Regions from separate parts of the Mus musculus genome. Here region 2 is linked to region 1. The links are chromatin contacts, called in public HiChIP or PLAC-seq maps. All regions are on one chromosome and are shown on one strand. Each heading gives the region's core, a stretch centred on a gene start, on an enhancer-like site or on the middle of the called end of the contact. The rest is flanking DNA. Distances are from core to core; before and after follow the strand shown.

Region 1 (7,795 bases), core at 1,895-4,394:
AAATAAAAATAAATTTAAAAAAATGAATTACAGGATCTGGAGAAATGGCTCAGCAGTTCAGAGCACTGACTGCTCTTCTAAAGGTCCTGAGTTCAATTCCCAGCAACCACATGGTGGCTCACAACCATCTGGAACAGGATCTGATGTTCTCTTCTGGAGTATCTGAAGACAGTGACAGTGTACTCACATACCTAAAACAAATTTTTGTTTGTTTGTTTGGTTTTTTTTTGTTCGTTTGTTTGTTTTGAGACAGGGTTTCTCTGTGTAGCCCTGGCTGTCCTGGAACTCACTCTGTAGACCAGGCTGGCCTCGAACTCAGAAATCTGCTTGCCTCTGCCTCCCAAGTGCTGGGACTAAAGGCATGTGTCACCACTGCCCAGCAAAAAAAAAAAAAAAAAAAAAAAAGCAATTATAAAAGATTTCGATGGGCGGTGGTGGCACACACCTTTAATCCCAGCACTTGGGAGACAGAGACAAGCAGATTTCTGAGTTTGAGACCATCCTGGTCTACAGAGTGAGTTCCAGGACAGCCAGGGCTACACAGAGAAACCCTGTCTCGAAAACAAACAAACAAACAAACAAAAAAAGATTTCATGTCTGGGGCTGGAGAGATGACTCAGTGGTTAAGAGCACGCACTGGCTGTTCTTGTAGAAGACAGAGTTCAATTCCCAGCATCCACATAGTAGCTCAAGACAGTGCTAACAGAACATTAGATTAAGCCCAGGGCCCACTCACGGGTCACTTCAATGAGATTGTACTATTTCCTCAGTAGTCACCCTGCACACCGTTTCCCTGGAAATCTTCCTCTAAGAAGTCTCCCTTTTTTGCACCATATCCCAAGCTATCCCAAGCCCTTGGTTTCTCAAGCTGCCCTGTGACGGCATTTACCAGGCTGTACTGTATCTCCTTTATTGTCTGATGCCCCCCACCTCTGACACCACTGGCACCAGGCGTGACATTTTTTTTGGAGGCAGGGACCATGTTTCCCACCTCTGCATCCCCCAACTTGATGCTGGGTCATATTTCTCACCAGGAAGCAGAGAGTTTTGTGGTATGAAGCAGAGAAAATTCAGACTGACTTAGCAGACCAGTGAACCTCAGCTGGAAGGCAGGTGGGGCATTAAAGTGAGAGAAATGAGGGAGAGAAGACAGGGGTAGCAGAGAGTGGCAAGCAGAATAGGAAGCACCCCCTGGCTAGTCCAGGAAGGTCAGCTAGAATGGGGAACCCACATCCTCTCAAAACTGATGTGGGGCTCAGGGCGGGTGCATGGGGAACCTCCTGATATGTTCTTCCCTGAAGGACCCACCACAGTGGGCTGCAAAGCTTCTCCAGCCTTAGAAATGAGGACCCCAAATCGTGTCTTACATGACATCGGTGTTTTCTTCCTCTGAGAAGCTGGCCAAGCTGCGTCTTGACGGGAGCAGGAGGCCTTTGGTAGCCATGGACCGGTTAATAAACTTAGGATTTGGACAGGGCTTTGGCAGTTGGTCAATCACATTGATAACATTGAGGGCTTCCTTCTTCGGTACAGCCTCCTCTCCACCCCCCACTTTACAGAATACCGTCGCCATCTGGTGTGGGTGGGGCGCAGGGTTGCCACCACCCTCCAGGACAACCAGCTGGCAGGAAGCAGAGAAAAACTGAGGCAAAGGTCTCACCCTTCATTTGGGTGAGAAGGTTTGCAGTGCTCTGACTTCACAATCATCACAGAGTGTAACAATCGGGGGGCCAGCCTCCCCTTGATAGGAAGTTTGCTGTGCAGCTGGACAGACCAAACGCCTGGGTTAGGGGTGGGCTTGAGCCAAGAAAGAAACTTGATGGCCCCTTCCAGCACACATGACCCTCTCTAGGTCACGTTTGTGGTCACAACTACTCGGTCCTCTTCTGAGGACTTCAAAAGGCTTAATTGCCTGTGCCTCTTTAGAGCTGTCCAGGAAGGGGTAGCAGGCTAGTGGCACAGAGAACACCACTTGGCCTGAGCCAACCAGACTTTGAAGAGAAGGCCTTTGCCTACTGATACTTCTAAGGCTCTCTATCCTGGGATCTAAGCAGCAAATCCCACCATAGCCAGTAACGCAGGCACAGTGAAAGCTTACTGTGGGTTGTAGCTCACAGAGTAGCTGGTTTCAGGGCCAGGATTCCAAACACCTTGAAAGATTGAGAGACAATGGTGAACATGAGGAGATATTTCTAAAAATGAGCCCTGCAGCTGGATATGGACTGGAGATTCAGTTCTGTGCTTCCTATCTGTATAAATCAAAGAATAACAATCTTACTGAGCCCAAATTCCTTCAACTACAAAATACAGGCAGAAATAGAACCTCACTCGTGGGTTTTGTAAAACTGCTTTATTTCTTCCACTAGATGTGGTTAAAAAAATCAAAATAGTATTTTATATACTCAAGCATTTCCCTACTTCCATTAAAACCTCTGGAAAATGTTGGGCTAGACAAATGGCTAAGTGGTTAAGAGCACTGACTGCTCTCCCAGAAGACCAGTACCCACATGGTGGCTCTTAACCATCTGTAACTCCAGTCCAAGGGATCTGACCCTCTCTCTGGCTGCCTTGGGTACCAGGCATGCCAGGATTGCATAGACATCCATGCAGGCAAAACATCTATATACGTAAGATAGAACTTGATAAATTTGGAAAATATAGGGACACAGGTACTCTCTGTGAACTTCGCTGGATCTCAGCTTGATCATACAATCTGTAATGATCTGAATTGATCCACTTTCATTGTCTTCCTAACAAGAATGCTACTAGAAGTCAGGGATGCTTCACTCTGTAAATATTGAGTTAGGTAGAGTGAGTGTCCCCTAGCTTTGCAAATAGAGGCTGGTATACACAAGAGACTCGTTGGAAGACTCGCTGGACACACAAAATGTGTGTGTGTGTGTGTGTGTGTGTGTGTGTGTGTGTGTGTGTGTGTGTGTGTGTGTGTGTGTGTGTGTGTGTGTGTGTGTGTCGGTGTGTGTGCTTGTGTCTCTGTGCATGTATGTAAGCTCTAGGTGTGCTTGCAGGTGGCTGGCGCGAGTCGCAAAGCCTCTGTGTTTGCCCTCATGGTCAGCAGATGGCGCTGCAGGCCTGGCCTACAAAAGACGCTCCAGTCCCGGAACCCGGAAGCGTCGGCCGGAGGGGGCGGGCCTAGGGCGCCTAGAGTCTTGCGAGTTGGGAAGGGTTAGTGTCCCTCACCTCGACTTGCATCCTCTTCCCGCCCCTTCGTCCCGCGCTGGCACGCCAGGACCTTTTCCCTAAGTAGAACTGAGGAATGCCCAGAGTGGGGGACTCGGCGAGCGCCCAAGTGACAGAGAGCCCCCAGGGCATCCTGGGTTTGTAGGGACTATGGGCATGCTCAGGGCAGGGCTGTGCCCGGGCCTCACCGAGGAGACCGTCCAGCTTCTCAGAGGCCGAAAGATAAAAACAGGTGACCTCATGGGCACTACCCCGGGGGTCGGCACCGTGGTCGTGGTACACATACGGGGCCTTTTGCTCTAACAGGATGGCCGCACTCTTCCTCTGACTTTCTGAGGAAGCTGGGTTCGCAGGAGCCGAGGCAGAGGATTTTACTGAGTGCTGGGCCCTTTGCGGGGTCGGTCCTGCATCAGGGCCTGCGTGCTCGAGATAGGTAGTAGAATAAGACCTTAATCCCGTTTGACAACAGAGCAAAAGGCAAATGTGGCAAGGCTAAGCCATTCCTGCTGCCAATCACCTGCACCTGCTCTCTTTCCAGTGGCAGACCTGGCAGCTGCTGACTTGGAGGAAGTAGCCCAGAAGTGTGGCTTGTCCTACAAGGTGAGCTCGCGATCTGCAAGCTCCATTCCAACCCCTCTTCCAGCTGCGCCCCCACGCTGCAGGATCAGAGTTCCTTGGGATAGATGGGGGGGGGGGGGGGCGCTGCTCTGAGGGGGCAATCTGGCGGGCCTGGAGCCTGAGTGTCCGCCCTATTGGCAGGCCCTCGTTGCCCTGAGGAGGGTGTTGCTGGCGCAGTTCTCGGCTTTCCCCTTAAATGGCGCAGATCTCTATGAGGAACTGAAGACTTCCACGGCCATCCTGTCCACCGGCATCGGAAGGTTTGTATGCGAACCTGGACAAGGTGAAAGCAGAGACTGAGGCTTCAGAGGACGGGGCTGGTGAGGGCAGTCCAGAGCGGTAGAGGAACTGCAGGCGTGTGGACTCCTGAGTGTTTTTCCCTAGAGTAAAACTGTAGGGTTTCTTAGCCTCAACACAATTGATGGGGGGGGGGGGGGGGGAGGCAAGTCGTTATTTCCTGAGATAGAGATATCCTGTGCGTTGAGAGTCGTTTAACAGCATCCCTGGTCCTTCTCTACCCACCAGATGCCAAGATGCCCCCAGTTTTAATAATCAAAAAATGACTCAGTATCTCCAACAAGCTAACTTTTCCCAGTGAAGAGCCACTGTCCTATAACATAAGATGTCGTTAATACCCCCATTGTTTAGTAGAGTCCACCATACGTCAAAATAAAGCAAGTAGCAAGTGAGACCCGGGGAAGGATTGGGGTCCCGGGAGTCTGCACTTTTGCGCTGACATAGGCCAGTGGTTTTCAACCTTCCCAGTGCTGTGACCCTATAATACAATTCCTCCTGTTGTGATGACCCCCCCCAACCATAAAATTACTGCTTTGCTACTTCATAACTGTAATTTTGCTACTGTTGTAAATCATAGTGTAAATCTCTAAAAGCAATATAGTCGGATCTGCCACCCCTGTGAAAGGGTTGTGCAGTCGTCGGAGGGCTTGTGTTGTGACCCCTGGTTGAGAACTGCTGCCCGAGGTTATGGATGTTAGAAGTTATTGACCTCCCTTGTGGTTAGCCTAAGAAAGGGGCCAGCAGAGGTGAGCCCGGGGTTATCTGATCCAGAACCTGTTGTCTCTGCCATCTGAGGCAGCAGAGGGGAACGGGCATACTCCAAAAAGAGCAGTTACATTGTGCCCTGTTGTTCGGGTTGGGAAAGAATTGGAAGACAGCTAGCATTTTCTGGCCAAGCGAGTCTGACCTCTCTCCCGGCCTATTTGTGCGGAGCTTGATGAATAACACGGCCATCACAGAGGTCTTTGGATCGGTCTGGCCCTTGCTGTTTCCATAACACATTCTCTTGGCAAGGTCCGCACAGTCTGGTGCTTGCTCTCGCTGGTTGGGGGTCTGTGTTTGTAATCCATCAAACATTGGCTGAGTGCCTACTGGGTGCCAGACACATGCAGATGCTCTCTGGAGGAGTGGGGCTCAGGATTTTAACTTAATTCCAGCTGACTGTTCCGAGGTATACTTGGAGGTGAGAGGCCACTGTGAAAGCATTTGTAGGCTATGGGGCATAGCTGTGCAGGACAGACGGGCCAGCCAGCCAGGAGAGGCCAAACAGGGATCTTGTGTTGCTGGTTTGGGTTGTGTAAGTCTGAACCAGGGTTTGTGACCACGGAAGACATGTTGAAGGAGAGATGTGAGAAGAGAGACTTACTGTGAGATCAGGTGTAAATTTGAAGAGTCAAAGGTGGTGGTTTGCTGGGCTGAAGAGTTGGCCTAGTGGTTAAGAGCACTGACTGCCCTTCCAGAGGTCCTGAGTTCAATTCCCAGCAACCACATGGTGGCTCACAACCATCTGTAATGAGATCTGATGCCCTCTTCTGGTGTGTCTGAAGACAGCAACAGTGTACTCATATACCTACGTAAAAATCTTAAGGAAAAAAAGATGGTTTTAGATTTCCCTCCAGTGTGCTGTGCCTACCTAGTGGATGTAACTTTGAAACCGGGAAGGTAAGGCTATAGGCAAGGTTAGTGAAACTTGTGATTAGCATGCATTAAACCTGTTAAACAGGGTCCTTTGCTGTGGGCCTTCTTGGCGTGCTGAGGTGCAGCGTAAATCTTTGCAGGGCAGACACCGCTGTAGATGGAGGGATCAGTTATGCCTTGCAAGCCAGAGCTTTTGTTGTCGGTTATCTCTGTTGGAAGAAGGTTTGCAGGAAACATGAGGCAAGGTGTCTGTATGAGTGACTGAATACAGAATAACTGATGGGAGGTTCCATGGGAAAGGTGGGGAGAAATCCCAGAAACCTCTGCCCCCTAGGCAGTCCTGGTTGGAGTCCTTCTGCATATTGATATGCTCAGAGGTAACAGGGGGTGTCCTGGCCGTGGTAGGGAGCCCTGCTCCAGAAGCAGTAGGAGGAGTCAGGGATGGAAATGCAAATGAAAGTTGTTTGGGAGGCAGATTATGGAGGTGGGGCCTCGGAATGTGGTTGTTTTTTTTTTTCCTTTTCCTTTTCCTTTTCCTTTTCTCTCTCTCTCTCTCTCTCTCTCTCTCTCTCTCTCTCTTTCTTTTTTAAAGCCGGGCATGATGGGGCATGCCTTTAGTCCCAGCACTCCGGAGGCAGAGGAAGGTAGATTTCTGTGAGTTCAAGGCCTAACTAGGAACCAAACTGAAGTCTTCAAGAGTAGAAAGTAAAGCCGGGTGTGGTGGCACACGCCTTTAATCCCAGCACTCGGGAGGCAGAGGCAGGTGGATTTCTGAGTTCGAGGCTAGCCTGGTCTACAGAGTGAGTTCCAGGACAGCCAGGGCTATACAGAGAAACACTGTCTTGAAAAAACCAAGTTAAAAAAAAAAAAAAAAAAGAGTAGAAAGTAGCCTTAGCTGCTGAGCAGTCTCCAGCAGCCCCCCCCCCCCCAGTGGGTTCTCTGTTTGTTTTTGTTTTTTAAAGGCAGGGTATCTCTGTGTAGTCCTGGCTGTCCTGGAACTCACTTTGTAGACCAAGCTGGCCTCAAGCTTAAAGAGATCCACCTGCCTCTGCCTCCTGAGTGCTGGGATTAAAGGCGTGCGCCACCATAACCTATCATGTGATGGGGTCTTAACTGGAGTCAAAACCAGCGATTCACTTTTCCTATGACCATCTGCTAAGTGTAAAAAAAGAAATACTCACTCTTGGGTCCTGCTGATAGAACTTTTTTTTTTAATGTTATTTATGTATACATTGTTCTGCCTGCATGTATGCCTGCAAGCCAGAAGAGGGCACCAGATCTCATTATAGATGACTGTGAGCTACCATGTGGTTGCTGGGAATGAACTCAGGACCTTTGGAAGAGCAGCCAGTACTCTTAACTCCTGAGCCATCTCTCCAGCCCCTGATAGAACTTTTATTTAATCAATCAAGGACAATGTTTCTCAAATTTGTCTGCAGATTGGAATCACCAAGGAAGGAATACAAACAGCCTCTTGATAGTTTTTGATGCTCCTGGTGACTCCAGACAATTGCTGATAGAGGGTACTTTTAAAAAACAAACGCCCCTGGAAGCTGGGTGCATGGAGTGTGTGCCTAGTTCCAGTTGCTAAGATAGGAAGATCATCTGATGCCAGGAATTCAAGGTTAGCTTGAGTTAAGACCCCATGTCACAAAAAAAAAAAGAAAAGAGAGGGAAAGAAAACAAAACAAAACAAAAACCCAAACCCAGAAAGACCTAGTACTGTGCAGGCAGAATTGATTCTCCAGCTTGAGCATGCACCCAAATCACCCAGACCTCGCTCTTTCCCTGTCTGTCTGTCTGTCTGTCTCTCTGTCTTTCTCTCATTTGTGTGCATGTGTATTGGTTTGTGTGCCTGTACACATGGATGCCAGAGGGCAACAGATGTTATACCTTAGGGACCATCCACTTTGTTTATTTTATATTTTTCATTTTCATGTGTATGAGTATTTTGGTTATATGTATATCTGTGTACCACATTCATTCCTAGTGTCCTTGAAAGTCAAAAGAGGGTATCAGACACACACACACACATCCCAATAAC
Region 2 (7,795 bases), core at 2,709-5,208, 630 kb before region 1:
CTCGAAGGAACCGCCAAGTGTGTGCCAACCCAGAGAAGAAGTGGGTTCAAGAATACATCAACTATTTGGAGATGAGCTAGGATAGAGGGTTTCTTGATTCTGACCCTGTATAGCTTCCCTGTCATTGCTTGCTCTAGTCCTAGCCAGCTTGGGGATGCCACTCAGTAATCCCCTACTCCCACTCGGTCCTGGGAAAATGGGCATCTCAGCTGCTCCGAGGCTCTGCACAGCAAACCCAAGAAATCAGCATTTCATTAAAATTTCAGATGCAAGGACAAAGCTGGCTCCTAGTGTGACTTCTTCCTAAGAAACCCTCTTGCCCACAAGTATTAAGCATGCAGATATCCCGGCACATACCTGGTATCAACACCAGGTTTAGGAGGTGTGGCCTGTGTCGTTAGCATAGACAGGCAACGCAGGTAAAATAACCAGTGGTTTACCCACTAGGGTTGAAGTCTAAGCACCATGATGTAAGTCTACCTGTAAGTCTCCAAGGATTTATCTGGACCTCCTTGCTTCTGCAGGCTTTAATTGACCCTTCTACCTTAGCCTGTCCTATACCTTACCTCCAGTGGGCTCCTTTAACACTATCATTACCCATAGTGGCTTCAGGACAATTTCAGAGGCCGATAACTGTTCCAACTGTACCAGCACCTTTGAAGAGAGGGTGCTCCACCTTTCTACCACCTGTGCCCCTTCAGGTGAATGTTACAAATACCAGCCATAGCTGTAAGCACTATTAGTTGAACACAACTCAGGTAGGAGGCTTGCACAGCAAAATCTCTGCTCACTGAACAATCTCACCAGCCCAACAGTCAGGAAAAATTCTAGGTAGATTGAAATTATTTGTCCAAATCCCCACAACAAAAGAAAAACAAAGCCGGGTGTGGTGGTGCATGCCTTTAATCCCAACACTCGGGAGGCAGAGGCAGGCGGATTTCTGAGTTTGAGGCCAGCCTGGTCTACAAAGTAAGTTCCAGGACAGCCAGGGCTACACAGAGAAACCCTGTCTCGAAAAACCAAAAAAAAAAAAAAAAAAAAAAAACCAAAAACAAAAGAAAAACAAGTTTAAAGTTAAGTTTTAAAACCCACTAAATCTAATTCAAATTTCTATGTCTTGCCATCTTCAATTCTCAACTTTTTATTTGTTTTTTGTTTTTGTTGTTTTGGTTTTTTTTTTTTTTTTTTTTTTTGAAGGGGGTGGTTTCAAGACAGTGTCTCTCTGTATAGCCCTGGCTGTCCTGGAACTCACTCTGTAGACCAGGCTGGCCTCGAACTCAGAAATCCACCTGCCTCTGCCTCCCGAGTGCTGGGATTAAAGGCATGCACCACCACTGCCCGGCAATTCTCAACTTTTTAAACTTATTCAAAATACCCTCCCCTTCCCTCTGGCATATACCTTTTTTCTGAGCCATCTGAAACTGGATGTACAATACCACTACACCAGTAAAGGTTTCAGTATTGTCTACCAATGACAAGAACATTCTACATAACCACAAAGTGAGAAACAGGAAACAAGGACACTATTATTTTCTAAGAAACAATTGTCAAATATACATTGTCACATCCCCACTGGCCCAATAATGCCCTCTATGAATGTTTTTTATTAAGAATCTGATTCAGTAGAAACACTGAATTAAGTGGAATGTCATTTTGGTGTTATTTAAAAAAAGAAAACAGAACTAACAAAAAAAAAAAAAGCAAACAAACAGCATCTCTTTGTGAAGCCAGGGCTGTCTTAGAATGGGCTATGTAAATCAGGGTGGTCTGGAACTCTCAGGAATCCACCTGCCTCTGCCTCTTGAGTGCTGGGATTAAAGGCATGGACTGCCACAACTGGCCTTTTCAGTGTTAGCACATTTTTCTCTCTCTCTCTCTGTGTGTGTGTGTGTGTGTGTGTGTGTGTGTGTGTATGTGTGTGTGTTCATGAGAGAGAGAGAGAGAGAGAGAGAGAGAGAGAGAGAGAGAGAGAGGCACACCCACCTGCCTCTGCCTCCTGAGTGCTGGGATTGAAGGTGTGCACTACTACAACTGGCCTTTTTAGTGTTAACACATTCTTTGCCTTTTGTTTTCTGAGGGGGGGGGGGAGCAGGGAGCTTCCTATGTAGCCTAAGCTGCCTGGAACTCCCTATGTAGACTAGGGTGGCCTGGACCTTAAGATAATCCCCTCCATCTCCAGTGCTGAGCCTACATGGCTGACCCACCGTGCCTAGCCATTCATTTCGTTTATTGAAGCAGGACGTCAGTAGATAGCCCAGACTGGCCTTGAACTTTCAGGATGGGATTATAAGTGTCTGCTACATCACCTGGCTAAACAACATTATCTTTTGTCATCCTTAAGGGCACTGAAATTGTTTAGTTTATATTTTTGTAGCATACTTATCATTTAGGTTTCTTATTTCCTTTCAATTGGACTCAGATTGAGTAATTCTGGTAGGACTCCCACTTGAGAATGTTATCTTTCTCTGTGCGGCACATAAAAGCACTCATGTCAGTTTATTTATATCAAGTCTGATTAAATAAGGATCAAGCCAGTGATACATATTTTTAGGGTGTTTTTTTTTTTAGATTTCTTTATTCTTCTTTACATGTATTAATGCTTTGCAAGCTTACATGTATGCGCACCACACGTGTTCCTGTGGATTCCTTGTAACTGAGGTAATCGATAGTTGCCAGCCATGTGGGTGCTGGGAACAGAACTCAGGTCTTCTGCAAGAGCAACAAGTGTTCTTAGCCAGTAAGCCACATCTCTAGCCCCATTGGTCCATATTTTCTTGACATGTAGTGTCATGGTTAGTCTTCGGTTATCAAGACTGAATGGATCTAGAATGAACTAAGCCACTGGCCATACCTGGGAGAGAGTCCCCTTTTTCTTTTTTTAAAGATGAATTTAAAAATTCATATATTTTCTTTGTATGAACGTTTACCTGCGTGCATGTGTACCACAGGTGTTCTTGGTGCACACAGGTCAAATGAGGGCATTGGATCCCCTAGAACTGAAGGTACAAACTATTGTGAACTGTCAAGTAGGTGCTGGGAACCAAAGACAGGTCTTCCCTGATGATCATACCTGCTGAGCTACCTCTCCAGCCCCTTGATAAGCTTATTAGGAGTAGGAAGATCTATCTATAATGTGGGCAACACCATCTCAGGAGCCAGGCTCTGGACTGAATGGAGAGAGAGACTGTTCTATGGTTTCACTGTGACTGGCCAGGCTGCTGTGACTTTTCTGTCACAGCGGATTGTATCCTGAACTATGAAATCAAATAACACTTTCATCCTGAAGTTGCCTTTGTGAGAACATTTTAATCGCAGCAACAAAAAAAAAAAAAAAAAAAAAAAAGAAAACAAGACACAAAGTAGGCTTCTTACTGTGTGCTGACCTACTACATGCTAGGCACCGGAGTGAAGTAAAAAAAGGGATTGCATCACTGGGTCATGTGGGGAGGGGAGCTTGGGAAAGGAAAACCTTCAGAAATGACATGAAAGATCTGAGTGACAATCTGACAGGCAGGCAGGAAGGGAAAAGACACAAGGTAGATGGAACAGTATATGCAAACAGAAGAGATCTGAACAGCAGCTCCTTGCCACACAGCCTCCTGCCAGAGAATGAAGGATGTGCGTATAAGAGAGGCTTTCCTGTCCCGGTCATTTTCCTGATGACCAATTCTGTGAACAACCCCTGTACTTCACATGGGTTGTCTTGAACTTGATGGTTCACAAACACTGTGTTCCTCACCAAAGCTACTAGAGTTGAGCAGACATGACTCCACCATTATGCTGCAGAAGGAAATGAAGTTCAGTGAGCAGCTGAGTCAGGAGGCCAACAGGGGCCAGCAGTGGGACTCAACAATGGAAATGGTGTTCTGTTCACCATGACAACCTAGTTGCTCAGTGCTTGAGTGTGTCTCCCTGGTCTCACTTATACCAGAGAAAGGGCCTCTTCAAGCTGTACCCTCTTGGCTTCACGTCCCTGAACTTCTGGCTGCTCTGGTTCTCCTCTAACCTATACCAAAGAGGATGGAGAGCCAAGAAAAACAGGCTGATTTTTTTCAAATCCCCAAGTCAATGGACTATCGAAACCGGAACAAAAGTGAGGATGGGGTAGAAAGGAATGAAGCTAGGGGTGGGGACCTGATAAGGTAAAGCCAGCAAACCGGACCCAATCTCAGACAAGGCCCTGGGTTCAGCAAATCCATGGGAAAGGCCAGGGCAAGCCTTTGGACAGTTGATGTCTCCCCTGAGGTCTCAGTAAGTCTTTCTTTCCAAAAGAAGACATGTTGGATTTTCTCAAGTCAGGATACCTGTGTGTCCCCCAGCTTCTCCCTTACCTGTGTCTTGCCTTCCATACAAACCTTACACCTCCAGCTCCTTGCATAAGGTCTTCCCTAAGCCCACTGCTCTTATCCCTGACTTACCTGATTAACACCCCCTAGTCCTTAGCTGTCCTAGAACTCTCTGTAAACCAGGCTGGCCTCAAACTTATATATCAGCTTGCTTCTGCATCCCTACCCTGCTAACTCTTGCTTTTATACAAGACTTGGTCTGTATTATCTCTAGGACATAAATATCTGATTCCCAGCCTTGAAGGTACCTCTCAGCTATACTGCTTGTGTGTATCTCCACATTCGTTTCCCTTTGTAAATCACTGCAGACCAGAATTTGCCTCAAATGCTAAACCAATAGTTTTCAAAATGTCCCAGAGTGATCAGATCCACCCATCCCCTAGAGAATCAGATACTGGGGGGGGGGGAGTCCTGGGAACCTGGGGGGGTTGTTTTGTTTTGTTGTTTGAAAACTATGGAATGCTTCACGAATTTGCGTGTCATCCTTGCACAGGGGCCATGCTAATCTTCTCTGTGTCATGCCAATTTTAGCATATGTGCTGCGGAAGCAAGCACGGGAATCTGGGCTTTAACAAGCTCTCTCAGCCTAATGCACACTCACATTGGAGAAAATGAGAGAGACCAACAGTTGTCACCCTTAACGGAATACTGGAATCTCCAGGGGAGCTTCCCAAAATGCCTAGGCTCTATTATCACAAATCTGACTCAATTAGTCTGATACAGGGCCCAGGCATGTTCAAATGTCATTCCAATGATACTTATATGCAACCAGGGTTGGGAACACTACTGGTCCCATGTTCCCCAAACTCCAACTACATGGGAGGCCCCTGGGGATCTGGTTGACATGATGTTCCTGACAGCATTTCTGAGAGGCTCCCTGGCACAGTACCAGGAAGACTACCTGCCACTGAAGGGCAAGGATGATGCCTCATTTTATGCCCCTCCCCTAGTTCCTGGGGGGAAACCTGGTGCTAGTATTTACTAGCTGCAGAACAAATGAATGCCTCACAAGGTGTTGAAACTCATACTTTTAACTACTTACTGGTACCACCTGCATATCTTTGCTCTCTTGCCAGAATTCAGAAAAGCCATGGCTCCTGTTCACCTGCCCTTGTCCTGTTACAAGGTAAATGATTTTTGTTACTCTAGGAGCTGTGTCAAAATAGGAAGAGCACCAAACTCCCTCCCAATTCAAGCTAGCTCACAGAGCCTGACACTCACCTGTGTGATCTCAGACAAGTTACTTCCCTTCTCTGAGTGAGCCTCCAGAGTTCTCATTATAGGTCAACACTGCCTGCCCCCTTGTGTAGTTTCTAATGAGACAAAGTCTGTAAGGCCTGGACTATGTGGATTGTCTGCTAAAAGGAGTCATTTTTGTTAAAGAAGCAATCCTTACTTGGGGTTGCTAGATAAAACACAAACTGACCAATTAAATTTAAATATCCCATAAACAGTACATGTGATTATATATATATATATAAAGTCCTAAATACTTTATTCATTCCTGAAACCCAAATTTAAGCTGACATCTTTTGCAGTTTCTTATTAGTGCCTTGCTACATCTAGAAACCCTACTTCTTTGAGTGAGCATCGCATGACTGAAGTCCTGATAGTCACTGGGAAACCCATAAGGGTCTTATCAGTCTCTGAGTCGGGAGCTACTGGCAAAAACCCACTGCTCCCTGTTGCCAAAAAAAGATGTGTTGTAAAGATAGAAAGATTTGAGAGCTGGCCGAATCCAGGCCAGGTCCATAGAAAACCACTGTGCACATGAACCCCTCAGCTACAGTCAGAACTGTACCAAGTAGTAAAAGGCTTGAGATCTGACATGCAAAAGGCCTTGTGTGTAATCTTAGCAGCACACACACACTGAAGTAGTCACACAGCTAAGAGAGCGTCTGAAGGAAGCCCGTTTTCTCAAGTAGCCTGTGAAATTCGTGGTGGCACATAGACTCCAGTAAACCGATGCAACTATGCAACATACCGTAGGCACTACTGTCTGAATAAGTAGTAGCCTCTTTTCCTTCGCCTTGGCCTCCCCCAGGCCTGCCCTTCTCACTGCTCACTTAACTTTTCAAAGGCTTTGAGATTCTCAAGTAACTAAGCTGTGAATTCAGGTCAATTTATAGATCTTTTCAAAATCTTGAGTGCTTTTTGAGCTTCACAACTGCATGGGAGAGGAAAGAATAAGGACTCATTAGACCCATTTTACAGAGGAAGACTGAGGCATTGGTAGAGTAACTGTTCCAAGTCATAGAATGGAAGAGATGGTAGCTGTGTTTCCAGCCCAGATGAGAAGCTTAAGTTGGTATCTCTCATGTTTGTTTTCCCTACCTTTGCTACCCTTTCTCTGGCCCGTGCACTGCAGTAATGGCCTGGGGGAGCCCTCTGACTCTTCTGCCACTTGCTCTTCCCACCAGGTGCCAAAGGAAGCATTTCCCCCAAGTCCAGAGTGCTGGAGGGTGCATCCAAGCAGGCCAAACGCAACGCCTTGCCTCCACTTAGATAAAAAGCCCGATCTCTTCACACACTGGCGCACCCTCAATGAGCAACGCAAGGAACGGGAGTCAAAATCGTTGTTTTGGAAAAGAAGAAACTTCCCAAGGTGTGCTTTGCCCATCTCTGTATTCTTCACACCTTCCCAACTCCTCCAGGAAAAGAGGGGAGAGTCAGGATGGGTTGGAATGGAGTGGGACAAGTCCAGTGCTAGAGAGGACCCTGCGATTCTAGATGGGCAACTCCATCAAGTGGGTATCAGTCTTTGAGTATCAGTCTTGCTCTGGTCTCATTGCTGAGGCTCTGTGGCAGAGGTAGGGATGTAACCCGAGGAGGGGAGGAAGGGGACTATGGCTGTCTATACAATTTCTTACACAGGTACTTCAAAGACAGTGCCCAAATGCCAAACCTCCATGTCTCTATCAGCAAGTTGACTTTAAAACCTAAGGAGGGACCAGGGTTGTTAGATCCCACCAAAGACCCCCTGAAGTGGCAAAGGTTAAAGGTCAGGATCATGGTGGGATAAGGAATGCGGGCACTCCCTTCCTGAGAATACTTTACCTTGGACTTGCTACCTCGGGTTCACACTACTTACCCTTCAGCCCTGGGTCCTTCCCTGAAAAATGGAAGGAAGGGAAATGGGGGATCGGTTTACTGGAGTCTATGGTTACTGGAGTCCTGTGGTTTTGTTCTTCCATTCAACTGGCCCACCCTGGATGAGCAGGAACTCACCAACGGCTTGAACTCCCCACAAGAGGATGAACAGTGCTATGCAGCCTACGTGAGGAGCATGGGCTTGGGGGGGGGGTGTAAATTGGAGGGGCAGCTTCCTGGGCGGTACTGAGATGGAAAGGGAAACAAGCTAGAGGTGGCTGGAAGGTGGCAGGGACACCCCAGATATAAAGTCTAGCTGTGTGCAGAACACGATAATTCTTGAGCTGGTGTCCAAGGAT

The links. HiChIP or PLAC-seq counts read pairs in DNA pulled down with a chosen protein or histone mark.
Region 2: a contact with region 1 is called in an H3K4me3 HiChIP or PLAC-seq map of bone marrow-derived macrophages, with 5 times the contacts expected there. The contact joins the promoter of Heatr9 here to the promoter of Rad51d in region 1.

What each region holds. Positions count from the first base shown.
Region 1 is chr11:82,885,973-82,893,767 of GRCm38.p6, reverse strand. Rad51d (RAD51 paralog D) reads left to right here and starts at 3,144. Exons shown (of 10, transcript NM_011235.4): 1 at 3,144-3,430; 2 at 3,737-3,798; 3 at 3,958-4,076. The coding sequence starts at 3,349. Fndc8 (fibronectin type III domain containing 8) reads right to left here and starts at 1,623. Exons shown (of 4, transcript NM_030224.1): 1 at 1,368-1,623. The coding sequence starts at 1,573.
Region 2 is chr11:83,518,262-83,526,056 of GRCm38.p6, reverse strand. Heatr9 (HEAT repeat containing 9) reads left to right here and starts at 3,958. Exons shown (of 15, transcript NM_001045543.2): 1 at 3,958-4,093; 2 at 5,423-5,472; 3 at 6,767-6,951; 4 at 7,221-7,347; 5 at 7,567-7,623. The coding sequence starts at 4,021. All of the region lies in intron 2 of Gm32650 (a long non-coding RNA gene), which reads right to left. Gm23247 (a small nuclear RNA gene) reads right to left here and starts at 4,901; the gene lies at 4,795-4,901. Ccl5 (chemokine (C-C motif) ligand 5) reads left to right here. Exons shown (of 3, transcript NM_013653.3): 3 at 1-279. The coding sequence ends at 80.